3 separate regions of the Mus musculus genome follow, and all the other regions are linked to region 1. Evidence: chromatin contacts called from public promoter capture Hi-C data. All regions are on one chromosome and are shown on one strand. The core of a region is the stretch at or near the end of the contact, and the rest is flanking DNA. Distances in the headings are between cores, read along the strand shown.

What was found. Promoter capture Hi-C pulls out the DNA fragments that hold promoters and counts their contacts.
Region 2: a contact with region 1 is called in a promoter capture Hi-C map of the 3T3-L1 cell line, with 13 times the contacts expected there. The contact joins the enhancer-like site here to the promoter of Grem1 in region 1. A contact is called at or near these places in 20 of 39 promoter capture datasets (the 3T3-L1 cell line, 3T3-L1-derived adipocytes, the HPC-7 cell line and 12 more), 9 of 484 Hi-C or Micro-C datasets (the 3T3-L1 cell line, bone marrow-derived macrophages, embryonic fibroblasts and 5 more), 4 of 115 datasets of contacts at active chromatin or transcription factors (embryonic forebrain, embryonic stem cells, stem cell-derived neural progenitor cells and 1 more) and 4 of 9 other capture datasets (adipose tissue, embryonic stem cells, macrophages and 1 more).
Region 3: a contact with region 1 is called in a promoter capture Hi-C map of the 3T3-L1 cell line, with 2.6 times the contacts expected there. The contact joins the enhancer-like site here to the promoter of Grem1 in region 1. A contact is called at or near these places in 3 of 39 promoter capture datasets (the 3T3-L1 cell line, cranial neural crest and liver), 1 of 15 datasets of contacts at CTCF or cohesin (the NIH/3T3 cell line) and 2 of 115 datasets of contacts at active chromatin or transcription factors (bone marrow-derived macrophages and embryonic fibroblasts).

The regions. Positions count from the first base shown.
Region 1 is chr2:113,756,910-113,760,250 of GRCm38.p6, forward strand. Grem1 (gremlin 1, DAN family BMP antagonist) reads right to left here and starts at 1,739. Exons shown (of 2, transcript NM_011824.4): 1 at 1,582-1,739.
Region 2 is chr2:113,493,298-113,496,675 of GRCm38.p6, forward strand. All of the region lies in intron 5 of Fmn1 (formin 1), which reads left to right. Among named protein-coding and RNA genes, the nearest start is that of Gm13963, 100 kb to the left of the region's middle. Within about 2 kb of position 1,339, at least 19 of the 459 cell types and tissues checked have an H3K27ac peak or open chromatin away from gene starts, as enhancers often do. A contact at or near this core is called in adipose tissue, where this site is marked.
Region 3 is chr2:113,447,952-113,451,536 of GRCm38.p6, forward strand. All of the region lies in intron 4 of Fmn1 (formin 1), which reads left to right. Among named protein-coding and RNA genes, the nearest start is that of Gm13963, 58 kb to the left of the region's middle. Within about 2 kb of position 2,085, at least 94 of the 459 cell types and tissues checked have an H3K27ac peak or open chromatin away from gene starts, as enhancers often do. A contact at or near this core is called in the NIH/3T3 cell line, bone marrow-derived macrophages and embryonic fibroblasts, where this site is marked.

The DNA.
Region 1 (3,341 bases), core at 489-2,988:
GCCCTGGGGTGAAAGAAGAGCCCTCACCCTGGGATGGGGTTATCTTAACCTCTTCTACGCTATTTATTTAACTTGTAAGAGCAGTCAGAAGGAAACCACTACTCTGGAGTTCCTGGGACAGCTTAAAGCCCTGGTGACCCATTGAACACAGTAGATTGTTTTAATCAGTTCGTATCCTGGCACCATCTCAGGGGAACATAAACAGACGTGCGCACCACTTGGGTTTGCTCTTTCCACCAAGAGATCCAATTACTTACTGATGGTCGTCATTCTGCCCTCCAACAGTTAAGAGGAGATTTTAACCCCTCACTTCTAGGCTATATTTCTCCATCAAAGGGTAGGGATTTGGATTCTACTGGGGAGGGGAAAGACGGCTGCTGAGCTAGACCAGAGAGCCCCCTAAGGTTCTCTGGAAGGTCCTCGGACGAAAGGCTAGTCATCTCGCATCCTCCCCAGCCAGTCTCGCTGGTGGATGGTTGCCAGAGCCGGGCATAGGCAAACACTAAGCTGAAGAACGCCAGAGAGGGAACAGCCAGTCCAGGGCTATAGAGAAGTTGTTCTTCCCAAACTAGAATTCAGGAAATAAGTAGGACCAGGGAGATGACAGCCACATGCCTTTCCCTTCACTCTAGACTTCTACCAGGAGCTAGAGAGGGCTCACCGGAATGGCTCACAGCAGCGGCAGCGAGCGAGGAGCAAGAGGCAAAGCGCGCAGTAGAGCGCAGTCGCTAGCGAGGCGCAGCGAGGCGTTACCGAGGCCTGTGGGGTACAGATCGGCCAGCATCTACGGAAGTGGGAAACAGCCAGTAGTGGCTGCCCGGCGCCTGCAGGTCTGCTGTATGGAGGATGAGAGCGTGGAACCCCCCAAGAGGCTCAAAAAAGACAGCCACGCGCCGGCCGGAGCACAGCCAGCACAAGAGTGTGTGGCGCGTGCACTCAAGCTTCGAGGTACCCGACCCCGACTTGTTAAGCCGCGCGGATTCTGTCTTACCAGCCTCAGTTGCATCTGCCATACCCGCAAATGCACACGCCACCAATTCCCAAGTCCTTAGCAGTTACCACTCAAAGCCCTGGGACCGCCACTCCTACAGACGCCCCTGTCCCAGCCCTGTACCCAACTCTCAAGGCTGTCTCTGCTTGCAACTTGCTGCGAGGTCGGCTTCAGCTCACAGAGATGCCAGCTCCGGGGCTCTGACTCGGCAACAGTGCCCTGTCCCGGCAGGCGACTCCCGCGGGCTCTGTGCTTCAAGCACCAGGACCGAGTTTGCAGGGTTCCAGCACATGGAAACGGGATGCACTTTTTTGACAACTTCTCTCTCTACCTTCCTCCCTCCCCCGTGGACCCAGTGCCCCTCAGTCACCACATCTACCTCTGCGGCAGGAAGGACCAGGTTCGGTTCTTTAATGCGCACTCAAGGGTCTTTGGTGCACCAAGGGGCTGTGTCACAACTGAGAAGAATTCGAGATGGTATGAACCCTGGGGACTCCTTGGCTAGCCTGGGTTCATACCAACACACACGCGAGCGAGCGCGCGCACACACACACAGAGACACACACACACCAGAATACCGCCGCGCTCACCTGTCACTTCCGTGGGTCCTCAGGTTCTTCGCTGTGGACGAGTGGCGCTGCGTGAGACCGCGGCTCGAGCCACTTGGGCTCGACGCGGGAGGAAGACGAAGGAGAGCGCCGCTACCACGGTACTCTGGGTCTCCAGGTCTGCGAAGGGCGCACCTAGTGTCGGGCATCTCCCGGTCTCCGGTTTAAATGCCGCCAGCCAAGCGCCGGGGACTGCGTCTCTCCATTGGTCAGGCGCCGTCGCCGCCGCGGGACCCGCTATCCGCCCCCTTTCCCGGTAGTGCCCCCGCCCACTGCACCCCTCCTGCTTCCCTGCGGGGTCCCCTCTCCGCCCGCCTCGCCTCTTTGTCTACACCCACCCCCCTGCCCCTGCCCGTCTGGGTGGGAGAGGTCACCCCAGGGAACCGCGCCTGGAATGCACAGCAAATCACATTTTCCGCTCCCGTTGGAGAGGGGAGCGAGGGAGGAAATCCCCCCACCCCGGCTTCTAGCCCCTCATCCCTTTCCAGCCCCAGGTCTGGGCTTCTCTAGCAGGCTGAACTTCGCCTGCATGGGGCTCCACGCTCAGGAGTCCCGGCTGCGCTGAGCAGAGCAACGGAGCGGGTCGTGACAAGCTAGGTGTTTCCTCACCATTGTGCTGAATGGCACCGTTGGACAGTCTGGTCAGACAAAGCAGGAGCCTTAAAGGATCTTCCCGAGGCCCCCAACGTAAAGGGTGTCAACCCTTGAGCTGGTGTTAACCCAGGCGGGCTCCCTAACAGCCTGCAAAAGGATACCCTCTTCTTCTTGGCACTGGCTCCTTCTGCTCAGATGCCCATCTACCTGAGCTGAGTGTGTGGCAGAAGAATGAACTAAAAGGACCCCAGCACTCAGTCCTTTTTATCAAGTGTTAGGGGAGGGAGTAAGAAATATACTGAACACCTAACAGGTACTGTTCATATATATATATGGAATATATAATATAAATATATATTTGACATATATATACACACACAAAGCAACTGAAGCAAGAAGGGAACCTCTGTTAATATCTCAAAAATTAGGACGTTCTGAATGACTTTTTGCAAATGGCAAGCTGTATCTGTATACTCTTAGTGCACTTCACACACACGCACATACCCAAACATACACACACACTGTTCCACAGTTAATAGTTGTCTACAGAGTAGAGCCATCAGATGAGCTTCAAGATCTATCCTGGTCAAGTGGACTTAAGCAGAGTTATGAGTCCCGAAGCCCACGGAGTTCTAATGCAGTGAATGCGGAGTTCACTGGAGCCCACCAAGAGGGTGCTCGGAGCCGGTGTGAGAATAATTTCCCCCAGAGAAAAGGGAGTTTATTTTATAAACTCATTAACTCCCTCTCATCTAAAGTCAAACCTTAATTACATGCCCCTTCCTGACTCATATGAACTATTCCAAATAACAAATGCAAAGAGGGGAAATTACCCTCCTTAAACAAAGTGTTAGTTTTTGGAACGCCGATGCTAGCCTAGCGTTTTCTCCACAGTCCATTTCATCTCCCAGTCATTACATCATTTTTCTTCATCATCATCTATCACTTCCTGTCACCCAAGTATTTTCTAGAATGTAAACTGCATGAGAGTGTGGCCTTTTCTATTTTGGTTGCTTTGATTACATGACACAAAATATGATGTCTAACGTAACTGGGCTTTGATAAATTCCTATGGGCTGAGAAAGTTAGGCATATTTGCACTAAGTAGGACTGTCAGCTGGGCCAAGTGCTGAGAATATAACCTCTGT
Region 2 (3,378 bases), core at 89-2,588, 260 kb before region 1:
GGGAGAGGGGGCTTCAGAGGGGGAAACCAGGAAAGGGGATAACATTTGAAATGTAAATAAGTGAAAATATCTAATAAAAATCATATCTAGTTGTCATTGAGATACATGCTAAAAAAAAAGGTGAGATAGGGAAAACAAAAGGCATTTCCTTTGTCTGTCGAGGAGAGCGTAATAATTTAGCAGTCCCGTCTAGGGCCAGTCCCATCTAGGGCCAGTCCTTTCTGCTGTTTGGAAGCTTCCGAGGAATGACAGGCTGTTTGGTCTGTTCTTAACTGATAGTCTTTGGGTTGTGGGATACAAGGAAATGCCGCAGCCAGTACTTGACCTTCCCGTTACGGGAAGCCTTCTGGTTTACTCCATTCATCACACACTCTGTTCCTAAGTGAGGAGAAGCACCAGGGAGCCATGGCCTCTGGCAGGCTCCGCTCATTGTGCAATCCAGTCACATTGATGGTAACTCCCAGGGCGAAATGGTCCAGGGAGAGCCGCCAAGTGGAAAATGTACCTAGGTTGTACGTTGTCTCCAGGAGATACCGATGGCACAGCGGCCTTCGTTAGGGGAAACTTGTGGGCGTCCTTACTTCTCCATCTCTGACCCAGTTCATGGGTCCCTTTCTCAAGGTTTACACTTTGCTGTTGGAGCGAACGGAGTGCTCTCTGCCCATGAGCTCATACAGCTAAACTCACAAAAATGTTAATCCGAGATCTATTCATTTGTGTCTTTGTCTTCATCAACACAGCACATGGAAATCATAATTTCTGAGCGGACAGGGGAGCAGTTTGGGCATTAAACTAAACTGCCACAAATGTGAAATATGAAAAACCTCCCTGGTATTCCCCTAAACGTTCATATCAGTGTAACCAAACTGCCACAAATGTGACATATGAAAAATCTCTAGAAACCTCCCTGGTATTCCCCTAAATGTTCATATCAGTGTAACCAAGATGCCAGTGAAGGAAGACAGAGAGTGTCTTAAGGGATATTTTCATCTATCTTTTTTGTTGTGCATAATATAAACCATCACAAGTTTAGCAGAATTAAATCCTGTGTGTTGCTGCTTTGGTTGAGCCTGAGCCATTCAGGCTCCTTAGAAGGCTGTGAGCAGACTTGGAGTTGAGTTCTGATGGAGGCTGTGGAGTAGCCAGTCCCCAACACACCCAGGATCCAGGGTACCGCAGTCTGAACGTTTGTCCCACAAAATGCAGATGTTGTCAAACCATGTTCACTAACCAGGAGCTGAGATAGAAGGAGAAATGCGCTTATTAGTTCCTGGTGGCATGGAAGCTTGTACCAAGTTATTACTGCCTCTTCGTGTACCACCAGCACACTCCTTCCCTAAACTGTATAATCATTGCTAGCTAGGAAGAAAATCTTTCTAAAATGTAATCTGATATATGTCTCTGATTTCCATGTGGGTGACAGTTTCTTACTATGTTTGTGGAAGCTTGCACATTTGTTGGTAATGGTACCATTAGTTTTGTCTTAATTTTCTTTAGTTGGAATATAAGTGGTACACAGTCTTAACTGAGAAATGTGGTTTCCTGTCTGATAGGGAACCTGGTTTCATTTCAGAAGCAATTCCTAGATATACCACTAGAGGGCAGGCTGACCCTTTTACTTTTTGAACCAAGCATGCTTTTATACTAAATTTTTTTTCTTGAAAAAAAAAATGGAATTAAAAAAAATGGTGTGCATGTTATACACAGAGATAAGGCTAAAATCAATTTACAGACGTGATATATCCTCTCTTTCAATTAAATCTGTCTTTCCGTGTATTCATCCAGACATCCATTGTACATGACAAAAGAGAAAAGGATATATAAAAAAATGAGTTAAGAGCCTATTTCATCTAAACATACTCATTTAAACATCTTTATTTAATTTATAATATATTTAATTTTTCATCTATTTCATTTAAAAATAGAATAGGGAGTCAGAGATCTCATTCACTGATCATTCTTTCAGGTTGTATTAGTGAAGTTAATGAACTGAACAAACTGGTTGTTGGCACTGTGCAGCAGCTAAAGGAATCAGAACAAACTTTTGACGCATTGGGATGGGGAGAGGAGAAGAGAGGGGAGGAAAGGAAGGGAAGAGAGGGAATTAGGAGAGGAGAGGGGGAGAGAGGAGAGAGGGAGAGAGGAAGGGGGGACAAAGGGGGAATGAGAGTATGACAATATCTGTCTCATGGGATGTTCATGCTGAGTGCTTCCGAGGTGTGCTCTGAGAGGTGCAGTTTTAGAGGGAAAGGAGAGACACTATTAGGGACTGTCAGTTTGAGTGGAGTGTAAGGTGTGAAGAGTCTGGCGACTCTAAGGGACGACAGAGAGCCTGGTCCCTAGAACATAGTCGTGGCAAACAGGACAGCAGCTGAAAATGAAGCCTTGAAGTGGAATTTTTCAGACCTTTTATACTGTGTGTTAGAATAGGAAAGTCACTTTTGCCAAGTCCTAGGTTCTACGTTTACATGTGGGTGAGTCCTTGCAGGGCTTTTTCAAGTCCTCTAGTTTCACCCTCAAGACCGTGAGATCCACTGACTGGTACTGTGCAGAGAAAGAAGCAGATCTGTGTTTCCAAGGCCCTGGTTGTGGCTGTTGAGTTGGATTTTAGGACATGGAGGGGCAGCTGGGAAGGTTAACCTCATTCAGGTCAGATGGCTTCAAGGTGCAGGCATGAAGGGCGAACTTCAGTTGCTGGCCAGGAGCGCTTGTACTGTACCTGTGCCAGTGGCAGCTTCTGCTGGAACCAGGGCTGCTGGGGCTCTCTCCAAGCCAGCAGTTCTCAACCTAGGGTCCTGACGCCTTCCGTAGTCGTGTATCAGATATCCTGCATATCAGCTATTTACATTATGATTTATAACAGTCGCAATTATGAAATAGGAATGAAATAATTTTATGGTTGAGAGTCACCACAACATGAGGGACTGTGTTAAGGGGACTGCAGCATTAGGAAGGTTGAGAACCACTGCTTGAAATAAATATTTACAACTTGATGCTGCATGTGGTATCTAGGATCTTATAAGTACACAGTAAATATTTCTCAAACAAATTACTGGGGAGGAAAAAGGTACCTATAACATATTACTGTATTATGTGACAACTGGACATCCTTTCCGTAGGTAAACCGAGTGAGTATACATACACCACCAGACGGTCGTGCCCATTCACAGGGGCAGCTTCTTACAATATCTATAGGTATCTATGCCATACAACTGTGTGGGGTGTGGAGTTTTTGTTTGTTTGTTTTTGCTTTGTTTTTTTTTTTTTTTAGCTCATTGTCCTATCTGCTGTATAGATAATAAACAAAATTCAAAAAACATACAGTTTTCAAATTCAACAGAGGAAGTTCAAGGGTTGAATTGCTAACATTTGACCTGT
Region 3 (3,585 bases), core at 835-3,334, 310 kb before region 1:
AGTGGGTTCCTCTGTCTTCTTTCCCATTAATAAAAATCAAAAGAGAAGTTGGGCCATCTGGAGCCACTTAAGAGACAAGTCATAAACAACAGTGACAGCGACCCTCAAAAGGCAGGTTAATCATCCCCTGTGCAGGTGCGCAGCCTGCGTCCCTTAAATGATTTTTCCGCTGCTTTTATTTTATTTCCCCAATTCCACAACAGAATTTGACTTGGAGCACAATCAGAGTTAAAGATCTAGGGTGTTCTGTTTTGTTCTGTTTTGTTCTGTTTTGTTCCTGACTCTTGAACTGATTTCACAGCAGGGTTTTAGAGTAACTGTCCTCTCTGTGTTTATGCCTAAGATGGACTTCCCGTGGCGGTGTTTGCATAGTCCTGTGGCATCTGCTGCCCCGCACCTCACAGCACAGCACCCCAGTTCTCCTGCATACTTCAAATAACATTTTCCACTTTTCTGATCTATCTGTTCCTCCAAAACTCTTTGTAGAGGGGTCCCCTTTGGGAGTTTCCTCCAAAACTCGTTGTAGAGGGGTCCCCTTTGGGAGTTTCCTCCAAAACTCGTTGTAGAGGGGTCCCCTTTGGGAGTTTCCCTTGGAATTGTGCTACCTTGTTAGTGTGAGATGGGCATGAAAATTCTTGCACTATTTTTTTGTCTTGTTTTGTTTTTTGTTTTTCGAGACAGGGTTTCTCTGTATAGCCCTGGCTGTCCTGGAACTCACTTTGTAGACCAGGCTGGCCTCGAACTCAGAAATCTGCCTGCCTCTGCCTCCCGAGTGCTGGGATTAAAGGCGTGTGCCACCACGCCGGACTGTGTTTGCACATATTATAGAAAACTTTATCCAGGGCATTTTAAGATTTTTAGAAAAATTTTCATACACACACACACACACACACACACACACACACACACGCCTTGCATTTTATCTAAATATATCTCCAGACACATTATTTAATAATAAATGCTTGGTTGGATTTGTTTCTTGAACTAGTTTTCTGTTTCTAGAATGTTTCTAACCATCTCATGCCTAAAGCTTCATGAGTTTGATACAGTTCCTAGCCAAGTCTAGAGTTTGTCCCAGTTCGGGTCACGTTTGGATGCACTGAATACTCAGGAGCCTTCTCTGACTGAGCCTTTGCTTAGTGACTCTAAGTATTTTGAGAATTTTTAAAACCCTAGTCATGGAGTCTGGAGAAGTGACTCAGAACACAGAAATGGTCTTCCAGAGGAGCGGGGTTTGATTCCTAGCACCCAGATGGAAATTGACAACAGTAGGTAACTCTAATTATATAGAGTATCTGACACCCTCTTCTGGCCTTTGAGGTCACTGCTTGCACATGCTGCACACAGACAAAACACCCATCTATGTAATATAAAAAGAAACAAATCTCAAAAAGTCAATAAAACCATGTAATGAGAACCAAAAGCTACTGAAAAAGCATGCTGCCATCATCATTGCGTGGTGTGCCTGATGACCAGGCATCTGTTTGTGCCCCCAGGTTCAGATGAGGAACCTCTCTCAGTTCTTGACACTCGCTTCTCTTCTGCTACTATGTTCTGTGACTGGTGGCATTTCTCAATATATTATTATGGTGAAACTCAAAATCCCGAGAGAAAGTGAAGTCAAAGCTTGTGGAATTAAAAATGGCACCTCTTGTTGAATTAGTCTCTTAATTAATTGCCCGTCGGAGGGAGGAGTCATGAAGAGCGAAAGCTCTCGTGTGGTCTTATATGAACTGGGCACCTTTGGTTTCTCTTCCTCTGTGCATCTAAGAAACCTTGTTCTCCACTGGCAACACACCCGAGCTAGGCTTGGCAAGCCCTAAATTCTGTCCTCTCAGTGTTAGGGGGGTCATGGCTTTTGTGGAAAAGAGAACTCAGCACAGGCTGTTGAAGTTATGAGCAAACCACCCGCATAGGTGGCCTCTCCTAGGACTTTCACTGCCAGAAGCTTGGAGGTACCAAGCTCAGAACAACTTGGAAATATTTCTTATCGAGAGATCTGTGGATCAGCTCAACCCTCACAGGACTGAGGATCTGCCTACCCTCTGGTTTGCTTCTCATTTGCCTTAAGTGAGAGAGCTCTTCCTAGTGAGTCAGACAGCCTTGCTTCATCAGCCAGGGAGAGCTAAAAATATCATGGAATTATTGGCTCACTGTCGTCTGAGTTTTAATTTCCCCATCCATGGCTAACAGAGTGTGTTACGCCTAGGTGGATATTGCCTTGAAGTCATGTGTCTAGATGACTTGTCCCAAGTCCTCTTTAGCTGCCTAGGCAGTGGATTTGCTTGTTGTGTGTTCTATGGCCATTTAGGTCACTTGCATGAAGTGATTTTGATAGCACATGATTTAGAGATGTCCAAACTAGAGACCAGGACAGCCTTGCATTTTGTGGGTACATGCAGAAAAGAGGGGCAGACTGGGAAGCTGGAGGTGAAAAAGTGCTAAGCTTCCACTTCTTGTAACGCTTGGAACCCTGGTGGGAAAATCAACTTCCCCAAACTCAGTTTCAGCTAAAGCTTGACATTTAACAAGGAAATCCCAAGTGCAGACTCAAATACTGTGTTCAAAGAGTTTAAGTCATAGCTTTTGTTTATGCATTTATGTAGTTATTTGCTGTTCTGGCTAATCATATGCCAACTTGACACACAAACTAGAGTTATCTTAAAGAAGGGAACCTCAGTTAAGAAAATACCCCCATAAGTCCTGCTATAAGGCATTTTCTTAGTTAGTAATTTATGGGGGAGGGTCCAGCTCATTGTGGGTGGTGCCATCCCTGGGTTGGTAGTGCCAGGTTCTATAAGAAGGCAGGCTGAGCAAGTCAAGGATGACAAGCCAGTAAATAGCCCCCCCACCCCCCATGGCCTGTGGATCAGCTCCTGCCTCCAGGTTCCTGCCCTGATTGAGTTTAGATTTTATTTCCAAATAAAATGAATTTATATTAACAAACATCAGTAATAACATATAAATTTTGTTTTTCTCAAACTGATACCCATCTGCCCAGTCCCATTTAGTAAGTGCTACATTCTTGCAAAAGTGCCAGTTCACACCACATATTCAAATTCATTCCATATTTCTATCTCTTTCCAGAATACTTATTTATTTTCACTTATTGTAGCTATTGCTATACTCACCCAGACATTGTGCCAGTCACCTCAATTTGCTTTTTCCTCTAGATTCTTATACACATAAATTCTTGTATATACACTTGATAGTGAGTTTTTTAGGACCGGTGATGTGGCTCTGAGGTCATGAAGGTGCAAGCATAAAGGGCGTGTGTATGGGTCAGAACAATCTCCTGTACATACCAACAGAGGCCAGGCAGGGTGATGCGTGTAATCCCAGTGCTGGTGAGGCAGAGCCAGTGGATCCTGAAGGCTCACTGACCAGCCAGTCAAGCAAAATCAAGAGCTTATGGTTTGTTTAATGGTGTCTCCAAAGATGCAGCAGTGTCCATGACACTGTCCTATGCACTGGAAACTGTTTATGATGGCAAATAGTGCTCTCTGTATATCTTTTTTTGTTTGTTTATTTTTTTGTTTTTCTGAGATAGTGTTTCTCTGTGTAGCCCTGGCTGTCCTGGAACTC